3 separate regions of the Zea mays genome follow, and regions 2 and 3 are each linked to region 1. Evidence: chromatin contacts called from public Hi-C data. All regions are on one chromosome and are shown on one strand. Each heading gives the region's core, a stretch centred on a gene start, on an enhancer-like site or on the middle of the called end of the contact. The rest is flanking DNA. Distances are from core to core; before and after follow the strand shown.

Evidence for each region. Hi-C and Micro-C count contacts between places; a contact is called where the count stands out from the background.
Region 2: a contact with region 1 is called in a Hi-C map of ear, with 1.8 times the contacts expected there. The contact joins the promoter of LOC100382109 here to the promoter of LOC100281365 in region 1. A contact is called at or near these places in 3 of 25 Hi-C or Micro-C datasets (ear, leaf and tassel).
Region 3: a Hi-C map of leaf shows a contact between it and region 1, with 4 times the contacts expected there. The contact joins the promoter of LOC103655060 here to the promoter of LOC100281365 in region 1. A contact is called at or near these places in 8 of 25 Hi-C or Micro-C datasets (bundle sheath, ear, leaf and 2 more).

What each region holds. Positions count from the first base shown.
Region 1 is chr4:7,875,710-7,879,531 of Zm-B73-REFERENCE-NAM-5.0, forward strand. LOC100281365 reads right to left here and starts at 2,225. Exons shown (of 5, transcript NM_001367350.2): 1 at 1,780-2,225; 2 at 1,460-1,627. The coding sequence starts at 1,914.
Region 2 is chr4:7,641,211-7,645,032 of Zm-B73-REFERENCE-NAM-5.0, forward strand. LOC100382109 reads right to left here and starts at 1,889. Exons shown (of 8, transcript NM_001174870.1): 1 at 1,639-1,889; 2 at 19-230. The coding sequence starts at 1,714.
Region 3 is chr4:8,016,746-8,020,567 of Zm-B73-REFERENCE-NAM-5.0, forward strand. It overlaps LOC103655060, which reads right to left and starts at 2,213. Exons shown (of 3, transcript XM_020551799.3): 1 at 1,385-2,213; 2 at 1,193-1,275; 3 at 626-1,097. The coding sequence starts at 1,502. The coding sequence ends at 960.

The sequences.
Region 1 (3,822 bases), core at 975-3,474:
AGTCAGCAAATAGTAATTATAGCCCACACTGATGATCTACTGAAAAATATAGGTGGTGTTTGGTTTGAGGAATCACTCCATCTAAAATAAGGCGGTGCATCATAGGTCCATTCCTCAAATTTGATGAGATGACCACATTACTCATATTAGTACTAACTAACTAACTATGAGAAATAAGGTGATGATGAATCAACTCATTCCATTCCACAAACCAAACAAAAAAAAGTTAGGAGTGAGAAGATGATGAACTAGCTCAATCCTCAACCAAACACCCTAATAGTGTCTCGAACACTTAGCATTCCCTTCTGAAAGGATTGCTATGGATCCAAGCAGAATTGACAGCTATAAAGAAAGCAATAGAATGTGCTAATCGTGTAAGCTTAATACCTCCCAGAATATAGTATGCAGTGACCATTTCACTGCCCCTTACAGCCTTACTGCCTAACCAAACCATCAGTCAAAGAAAAAAGGAACATCTTCAAAATACCTTAAGGACGATCAAGTGATATACAAAGGAGCGAGAATATGAACTTTATTTGTGAACCTCAAGTAAATTGACATATTATCCCAACAACCTAGTGATCTAATTTGCTCACTAAGGTTTTATAGGAAATTAAATTCTGGAATGTGACATAGAAAATTCTGTGATAATTGCACCAGACTATGCTCTTTTGCCCTCCTGCAAACGCCTTCCACCCACCAAACTAGCAAGCACTTCTCAAGAGCACATCTGGATATGATTTGGACATGAGCTGTATATCAGGGCCCATCAGCTAAGATATCATTGGCCACAACAGAATAGCTTTTAGTGGACAGTATGACTTGTCGTGGAACTAAAGGCCACACAGTGAGAAGTTGGAAACCTCACGAAAGGCATGCGATTTACCAACATGTGCATGCTACTTGTTTATAAACCTCTTCTGACACTAGCTCAGAACAAGAATAAAAATGTTCAGAGGATCCAATCGATTGTTCAACAATTGATCTGAGTATATCTATGCCATTAATTACTGGTATACTCCTATATAACTACCAAATTGAATTATTTATGACGAATTAGAATAATCATTCTCATGATCGATTAATTCATTACTACTCATGTGTACCATTAATTAAACCCATGGGCAGCGCAGCCCCCCAGATCCCACCACAACTGGCGTCAGTCAGTCAACTCCACCCACCTAACTATCCGGAATCATCCGCACAATCCTGCAGCACGTCACATAAACAATGCAGCAAACCCATCGGACTCGCCCAATAAACGAACGAATCCAGCAGACGGCATCATCAGCTGATGCCATCCAAAGTCCCAAGTCAACCATCACCGCAGATTGGTTGGAAACCAAAAAAAAAAGCGATAAAACTTTCTCGGCAAGGCACCGAACGCACGTGGCGCGCACGAACGGAGGGGAGGGCCGCAGGGAAATGCGGGGACGGGCGTCGTCGTCGTCGTGGGTACCTGCGTGGCGGCGAAGCCGCAGAGCGCGTGGAACTCGGTGACGGCGACGGCCATCTCGGGCTTGTGGTTGGCGTCGCGGTACGTGGCCGGGCGCAGCGCGTGCAGCGCCGCGGCGAGCTCCCGGTCCGGGTGCGCCTGGATGGACAGCGCCTTGGCCACCGACAGCACCTGCGCGCACGCAACGCGGCGGGCGGAGGAGGCGGAGCGCTCGCTCGCTCAGTGGACAGGAGAGGTAAAAAAAAAAATACGTTCTTTTTTTTATTTGAAGGAAGGGGAGGGGTGGGGGCACCGCACGAGAATGGCGGAGGCGACGTACGGACCTTGAAGAGGAACGGGAGGTCGCCGCCCCAGCGCGCGGCGACGGCGCGGCCGAGCGCGGCCGGGTTGCGCGCGACCCAGTCGCGGAGCGAGACGTCGGGCGCCAGCGAGGAGGGCGCGGCGGGGTGCGTGCCCATCCAGAGCTCGGCGCAGGGCCGGCCGTCCCCGTCGCCGGCGAGGCGCGCGACGAGGGAGTCGGCGCCGCGCCGGCCCCACTCGTAGTGCTGCACGGCGCAGCGCAGGGGGAGGAGCCCCGGGAGCGGCGCGGGCAGCGGCGGGGACGGGTCGTCGGCGTCGGTGGGCGCGGCGAGGAGGCCCAGCCGCTCCAGCGCGGCCGCGGGGGCGAGGGAGGCCGTGGTGGACGCCATTTCCCGTTCCCGCGCGGAGGAGGAGGAGGAGGAGGGAGTCTGAGGGGCTGCGGCGGCGGTTGTGTGCACGGTGTACCCCAGGGGAGGAAATGTGGAGTGGGTTGGGAGCGGTTGGGTTTTATGGACGGAGCGGCCGGTAGGGGAGGAGGTGGCGACGGTGAACGGCGCGAGAGCGTGCACGGGCGGGAGCTGGAGCCAGGGCAGGCAGACAGGGGAGGAGGTTGGTTTGGTTTGGTTTGGTTTGGTTCACCGCGGAAGAAGCGGTTGCGCCGCGTGGTGGGCCCGGGTCGTCGCCCTTTTTCGCGCGTAGAGATACTGAGATAGACAGGAGTGGTAGCTACTGGTTCTGGCCGATGGCCGTATTTCTCTATAATTTTGTTTCGTTTTTTTTCTTTTTTTGTCGTCACACGGCGGGAAGAATGCTGTGGCCGTATTTGCAGCCGAATAATAACTAGTGACATAGATGTACAGTACGTGTACACACGTCCTGTCTCGGTACGAGCCAATCCACCAAATTTTTTTTAAAAAAAAGGCGTAGACAACCGGCGCCTTTTATGACTGCTTTTGGTAAGGAAACTAGAGGTTCGTGGACATTCAGAAGCTATGATTTTTGAAAAAAGGTTTCATGGACCAGTTGCTGAAATATATTCCATGTATACTTTCCACATGGAATATGCGACTCGGAGTGGTTTAAATTCCAGTCAAAGCTGATAGATGCACTTGTATAGACAGACAGGGAGGAGCTGAAACGCTCATGGCCACAACCCCCAACCCCCCAAGTATGGGCTGTATTTAGTTTGTTCTAGTTTGATTTTTTTTATTAGAAAAAAAGGAACATAACTTTAGTGTCATAAACCCATGATCACGACATACATACATACATAGCCAGACTGGCGGATGCAGCGATCGAGGCAGTCGATTTTGATAAAATAAATCCCCTCCAGAATTCTTGGGTATTAACGAGAAAATGAGCTAATTTATCGCTTAATCTTCAATACTAGTTTGAATGGGATTTAAGTTTGCAAACTAAACTAGCTATGAATTATGAAATAAACAGCAACATTGCCGCGCACCGACGATGGACGGATTCGTGGGGCCGGCCAGAACTGAGGGGATGCGCGCAAGCGCCACCTTGGCCAATGCATGCGACGCCACGTGGACCCGTTCCGATCCCTACCCATCACGCGATCGCAGGAACCGACACATCCCTCACTCTCAATCTCTCTCCTGTCGCACGGACGCGCCGGCGTGGCCGTGCCTGGGCCGAGCGACATGGCGCGTGCCCCGGCCGGCTCCGGGGCGAGCCAGATCGGATCCTGCCGGTCCGGGTCCAGCCACCGCCTAGCTCCACACCCGGTGAGGCTCACCGCGAAGACGTGTCGTGCGTGAGCAGTTTCCATACATTTGTCTCCAGCTAGCCGCAAGCCGTTTAATTGAATGGTTCCATCGACGACGTCGAAAAAGATCCTTCAGCGACGATTAAGCGCATTGTTTAATATACGACCTCCTCGAACACAGTACATGATATAGTAGACTGATAATACCAATCCAAGGACAAATGCTAGCGGGTGTTAGTAAAACTCTATTTTAGTTTATGTATCGACAACTGCTGGATACGATCTTATAGCGGATATGTTTTAGGAGTCAAAATTACCACATAATTTATGTTACACTTGT
Region 2 (3,822 bases), core at 639-3,138, 230 kb before region 1:
ATTAGCATAAGAGCATACCTTCTTATGCAGGCCATCTGAAATAGAGAGTAAGATTCCGGAAGCTACCACCAAAACAATTAAGAGAAAGAACAAACCACTCTTTCTCAGGATATATGTTGCTAATCTTTTCAAGTATTGTAACATGGCTAACAGGAAAAAATGTAATGTTCTGATTGGATGTTTTGTCAGCGTCAAATTTTCCAAGTCCATTTTGTGTTTTGCAAGTAGTTCTGCAAAATAAATAAATACATGAGATAAAAGGAAAACAGAGCAACAACACCAGTTTTCAGCTAAATGCCAAAAACAAAAAACTAAATTACTTCGACTCTAATAATATGTCTGGTTATCGGGAACAAAATTCTTCTCACTGACAAATCAGAACATAGATTGTTCGTTGCCGCAAGCTGTCTTGATCTGGAGGGAAACAGAGGTTTAGTGGAGGCAAGCAGTTAGGGGCTGTATGGTTTGTCCATTCATGTACTAACATTGGCAATGGTTAGACAATATTTTGCAAATTTGCTGAAGTTAGGTGGTTAAAGGAGGAATCTTTCCACACTTTTTTTGAGTCACTGACACCTGGTAAAGTGACAGAATGAAAGGAATATTTTACATGGCTGCAGCTATGAACCAGGGTCATCAGGCTCATTAACATGATGCGACATTTACACTTTGGTCATGAATTCACAGTGCAACACAGCAACCTAGACAAATTGATGAGCTAAGATCTCAATTCATAGTTTCAGTTGTGTGTATCATGCTATGTAGTAGATATTAAGTCCTTTTAACAGCCAAGTTTGCTGCTAATTCATAGCAATTAGTATGCTATTCAGTTGTTTTCAGCAACCAATTCATCTGTCATAAATAACTAAGTTGTTTATCAACCCGGTCTAGCATTTCACAAAAAAGAAGAATACAAGAATATTTGCTAAAATGACATCAAATGTGTGTTTTGATTACACTAAATTAATGTATTCCCTCTAATACAATTCCATAATGGGATTTCCATCTGTACCACAATTTGAGGCACACTTTTCATCTAGACCACAAAGCTAGTCAATGACATTTGGGGTATGGTCGTAAATGTCATTTGCGGCAAGCCAAATAGCCAATGGTGATGATAAGTCCACCTCAGGTGATGATACAGATGGAAATATTACTTGCAGAAACTACAGACTTTTCACAAACATGTGCCAATATGCATTGCCCACGGGCCACGATACCCAAGTAAAATAATGGCCTTCCATAGCATAATAAACACTTCCTATATTTCTCTCATGTAACTCAATTCTCTCTGCTGCATAAGTGATTTCTCTCCTGTAACTCAATTTTCTATAATATATAACTGATTATCCGCACAGCACCTTAACCAACATAAACTTCAAATTGAAACGGGGTGCTATATAAAGTACGCACAATGCAGTGATCTGCGTCTGAATACAAGCAATCATTGCCATCCCAAACACAAGCACCACAGCGCACACACCTATGAAACCGCTTCCAAAGTTAACCCTGATCTCAACGTACCTACTCCCCTGCCCCACCAATCACACCCCGATTTCAATAAAAAACAAGCTAGCAAGCTTCGATCCACGACGCCTTAACGCTACCACACGCATTGAACCAACCCGCAGATCTCACCGGGGATTACGCTCCCGCCAACGTTGGACCAGCTCCGGGACGGCGGCGCCGCTGCGGACATCTTCCGGCGCCCCATCCGCTCCCACTCCGCGGCGCTCGACAACCCTAGATCTCACGAACCAACGGCGCCAGAGCCACCATGGGCCAGATCGCGTTCGAGACCGGAGAGGCAGTCGTCAGGGAGTCGCCGAGACGGCGGCGTGGCTGCTTCCTCCCGTCGCAAGGGGAGTCGCCGATTCGCCGGCGGCGTGTGGGGGCGTTTTGCGAGCAACGGATATGATAAAAGACGCTATTTTTTTATGAGTCGTGAGATGAGATGAGCAACCAGATTCTATTTTTTGTCTGACGCCTCTCGTCCGTTGTGAAGCTGGCTGTTTGGTGGGGCTCGCGCGGTTCCGCCCCTTTGTGATACAAATGAAAACATGCATATTTTACACAGAAACAAATGTAATAGAGTTAAAAGTTAGTTGGCTAAAAAATTGCTAGTAATATTAGCTAGCTAAACTAATAATTAATTTATTAGAAGTAGCTAATAGTTCAGGGTGTTTGGATGTCTCCAACTAATTTTAGCCACTAACTATTAGCTCTATTATATTCAAACACACTCTAAAAAATAGAGTCCATAATTGAGGATATCACGTTAATATCGACGAGAATCGGTAACTCAAATCAAGAGGCATTTGGTTCATTTAGGATTTGTTTGTTTGGTGAGTCAAATAAAATGGAGTGGTTTCACATCAGTATTTGAGAATGGAGCTCTTCTATTCTGCGTTTGGTAAAACGAACAGAGCTGCTCCAATTTTTTGTTTGGTTGAAGATTAGAATAGAGCGGAGCCGCTATATTCTTTGTTTGGTTGTAGAGTCGTATGAGTGTAGATGGGAGAAAAGGAGGGAAAGCGCTCACCTCCGGGAGAACGGTCGCATCCGGTTGTTTTGTGTGGGGTCGGAGCGTCCTAACTATTTATGGTAAATTTCCATATGAAGATATAGGAGTCGCTCTGCTCTTATTTTATTGTAAACCAAACAACCAGAAAATTAGAATGGAGTCGCTCTATTCTCCCCCACTCCTCAACCAAACGCGCTCTTAGTTACCCTACTAAACTTTAGTGACTAAACTTTAGTTCCTAAAACCCTATTTCAAGTACCTAGTTCTTACTTAGTCACCTCGTTTGGAATTTTAAAGGAATGTTGTAGAAGAAGATATTGGAGATGATTTCCTATCAGATAGTAGTGAGGGAGGAGGTAGCTCAACCTACAACGAATCAGGTGACAGTGACTCCAATGATGGTGAATTCAATTTTGAGTTAATTATGCACTATTTGTCATGTCCTTTTTATGATTCAAATTATCTTCAATATCATTGTGAAAGGTGTTGGTGATGATGAAGATGGTGAACCTAGTGGTCCATGTTTTGCAGCTAGCTAGGACACAACCTAATGTAGCTACATACCAATATAATGGTCCTGGTAAGCAAGGGAAATCGACAATGTATTTGCAAATAATTAATTCATCAATGTATTTTGTTTTCATATTTATGCATCTTTTGTAGGTCAAGATGAACAATCAATCCCTCACCATCCAAGATAAAAAAAGGCAGAAGAAGCTCTCCATCAAGGGCCTATACATGCTTGAGAATGTTAAGTACATCTAAGATTATAGATGTGTTGTCTTACTGTTGGAAAATACAGTGATCTAGTCTTCAAGCACAAGCACAAGAATATGGCGTATACATGGACTGATTTAATGGCAATATTTTGAACATGTGGCTCTATTGTATCAACTGTGTGCTCTGTTTCAATTTCAGCACAATATTGTTGTTATTTAGAACTGTGATTGATTTCTATGTATTATTTGAACTATGGACTATCAAATATTTGTGACTCAACACTAGTGTTATATTCACTGGTGCATGGATGCTGCCAAAGAACTTTATTTATGTAATATTTGGTTTATTTGGATTGTCTTATTACTCTATGTTTTCTATGGATATATATATCCACAGTCAATTTGTGATTCATTTTTCTATTTATAGAAGGGTTATATGTATACAATAACATTAGGTGGTTTAGAAACGGTTTATATGTTTTTGATTAAACTGAGGTGTTCTTTCTAAATTCCGGTCGAATTTTATTTGAGAAAAAACGAAAAAAATCGAGAAATCCGAGAAACACGTTTCGGTAAGGT
Region 3 (3,822 bases), core at 963-3,462, 140 kb after region 1:
GCGTAGAAATAACTGAACAAGCCCTTATTGAGTTTTTTTTTAGCTCCCCCTCAAGGTACTGCACATTGCAGTACAAAATTAATAGCCCAACTAATGTATGCCCGGCCATATTGGTATTGCTTGCTGCATGCAATCGCAATTGTACGTCTGAAATAATAAAGATGTTGCGGGAGAAAGGTTGGTTTGGTGGTGCGATCAAATTAAACGAAAGTAAGATCGATTTGTTGGTTCCATTTCCTTTCGACGACATCCCCAACCACACAACCATTATCTGTCTTATCACAAAAGTTGGGCGTCGATCGAGTGGCCATGAAGACCCTGTTTAGAAGTATAGTATTTTTGCAGTTTTGAAATAATATTATGGTATTTGATAATACTATAGTATTGAAATTTAAAAAGTGTTTGATTTGTTCAGGTAAAACACAATTTTAAATACCATAGTTTATCCAAAACCGCGGTAGTTTTGGAGTTTTTGAAACTCCACTCAGCAGGTTCTTCTCTCATTTCTATATATACTTTGTTTTTCCAATGAAATCAAACAAATCACGGTTTTGAGCAATATTGTAGTTTTACTGTGGTAAATTAATGCCGTAGTATTTGTATCATATACAATTATAAACTATAGTATCTTAAAACTATAATGTTTTAAAACTGCATTTCCAAACAAACAGGCCCTAATTCGTGCAGACTAGCTACTCACTCGAGCACAGTGCCATAGTATAGTATTCCGCCGTATGATTCGCTCCACGGATCACGGAGGCATGGTCCGACACGCGGCGACAGCGTACGCATATAGTAATAATATACAAGTACAAATACGATGTATAATCGTATAGCCGTACATACTATATAGCTACAGTAGCGAAACGCCCTGCATACGAAACTGCTGTGCGTGTGGAACCAAAAAAAAAAATCCAGAGAGGTGACTCGATCGATCGATCGTGGATCAAGATCGACGATCAGTTCCTCCGCTTCTGTGCCCACGGCGAGTGGCGGTCGTTGGCGCCGGAGCCAGGGTAGTCCTCCACCAGCTCCAGCTCCGTCCTCTTCCTCCCGACGGGCGCCGCCTCCGCAGCTACGGCGCCGCCGGCGGCCTCCTGAATGACGTACGAGAACGATGAAGTTGTCACTCCGATCCAGTAGAGTGTATTTAACTATTATTATACAGCTAGATCGATGAATTAGCCACCACCTGATGGTGTTGTGCGCCCGGCGACGACGACGGCGGCGGAGCCGCCACTCGGGTATCCTGCTGCTGCGCCGCCACCTCCAGTCCTGCTCGACGATCAGATTGTTTATAAGGTGCATGCGTGAGAAACTGGCTAATTAAGTAGCTACAGAAATCCTGGGAGCGAGACAACGACGACAACCACACCATACTTACCAGGAGGAAACGAGGCGTCGTCGGCGGCAGCAGCGGCACCTGTCGTCGGCGCGTGGATCATGAGGCAGCAGCACAAGGCCAGGGCGACGGCGACCACCGCCAGGCGTAGCCTCGCCATCTAGCTAGCTAGCCCTAGCTAGCTATAGCTCGCTCTGTCCGATCCGATCCGATCCGATCGATCCTACAGGCTTTCTTGAACAAACAAACAGTGTAGCTGCAGTCGTCCTTGCGCTAGAGCTGCTGCGGGCCACTCAGTCACTATGTTCGAGTACTGACTGCATCGATCGTCCAATATAATGGGGCCGGCCGGGTGGTCCGCTTGCATGGAGCTGGATGGATCCGGCGGCCCTAGCTCGGTCGGCGCGGCTATTTTTATAGCGACTTTGCTGTGGACAAATAAATTGTAGCTTATTTTTTTGCGGGACCTAGCCGTCGACAATGACTGTAGCTGCTATAGTGTCAATTGAGGCTTCTCAAGCAGCATCCACGCACGCACGATCATGATGAGTATCTGTAGCCCATCATCGCTATATATTTTAGCTCGGAAGAAGTGCTTGCTTACCACGCGCGCGGGGCGGGACGAGCTTTTCTATACGATCGACCTAGAAAAAGTATAACAACGAAGCATGGGTTGGTTAATTAGTTGTTTCTTCCTTTCCTTGCGCATTGGCAGGGGATCCGATCGAAAGACGCATGCAGGCGGCCGGTGATCGAGAACGACGACGGTGAGATCTGGGAGAGAAGACTGAATGAGATAAAAAACAAGCTGGAACACATTGGGGACGATCAGGACGAGGTCTCTGTCTCTTTCTTATCCACCAACCCACTACACAGCCCGCGCGTACCGGCTAGCTCTGAAAGAATATCGCACATATATATAGTGGATGCAGCACTCAAACAGCAGATAGGTTGTGCCCCTCCACGTACGGAACCTAATTTATTTACATTAACTTATCTCTCAACAAGTAAATTAAAACAGTACGTCCTTGTATACACACACACACACTGAATTGCAGCAGTAGTTCTGAAAGAGTTGATCGAGGCTTAAACAAGTGCTGCATGTAGTGCAGTGGTGTGCCCACTGATGAATTAATTGCGTCTACAGCTTTTGATGACTCACACAGCCCTCACAGTCACAGGCACTAGCAAGAGCATGCAACATATCTTGTGTGCATACTACTTCGTCTAGCAGCAGCAGCAGCAGCAATGGATTGTTTTAGACTTGGTCCAGACGTGAGAGCGAGACAGTCTCCGACTCTCCGTGTGCTATGAGGTCGTCATTTCTCTGAAAAAACAAGGATGAGTTGACGACAGACCTTGGCCGAGTTGACACACGCGCTTTCTTTGCCGCTCGAGCTGTAACAAGCAGGCAGTCGGCACTCGGCAGACGACGCTCTCATTCTCGTGAGCGAAATAAAAAAAAATGAATGGCAAGGTGATGTCGGCCGGCCAGGACGAGACAAGCATCCAGACGACGTAAAGAGAGTATGCAAATAAGAAATAACACTGCAAGGATCAGGTCAATCTTTACCCTTGCTTCTACACTTTGTTTTCAGGTCTCCAAGTCTTCTTGCGACAAAAATACCACCTCAGTAGTTTGTCAGGTCCGGTCCATAGACCGTAGCCTTATTGCATTGGTCCATCTTAACAAACAAGTACGGGTCTCCCTAAAATTTCTTGACAAATTGTTTCCCAGGGGTACGTCCATGAAATATCCATACACGTATTTCAATTAGGACGATATATGGGAAAGTACATAGGAATGGAAAATTATATACATTCAGAACATCACCAAAGGCCTATATGGGAAAGTTCTCCCATTCAAAATAAAGTCGCTAAAAACAGTTCCAAACATGTTTTCAATTTCCAACACGAGAAAGCCGGCTTTGAGAAAAGATGCTCGTTAGAATAAGGTCTTTGGTTTGGCTTCTGGTTTTTGGAAGGTAGAAGCCATGACCAAAAGTCAAACAGAACACATCCTAATAAGTTAACTATCTCTGTAAATTCTATTTAGGCTTGCAGTTTTTATAAGAGAACCACCATTATACATTCACTAGGTGTGTGCCCGTGCGTTGCAACGGAAACATATAATACCATTGATAACTTATGTAAGCTGGGGATGAGCATCGACGCATATATTTGACCGGATCTTTTTCTTCCTTGGGGATCTGGGAGTATTGCAACGGGAACATATAATACCATTGGTAACTTATTTATCGATTTAGGTTATTGTTTAGTAATGCTATCAAGATTCAACTAAACAATCATAACAAATATCAAAGTCTGCCATTTCGAACAACCAAATTTTGGCCCAATGTCACTGTTAATCAAAATAGGCAAATCCTAAGTTGGTATTACAGGATATGATGATGTACCATGGTCTACATAGAGGATATGATGATGCCTTTTCTAGCAGTTTTTAGGCTCCTTGGTCATCG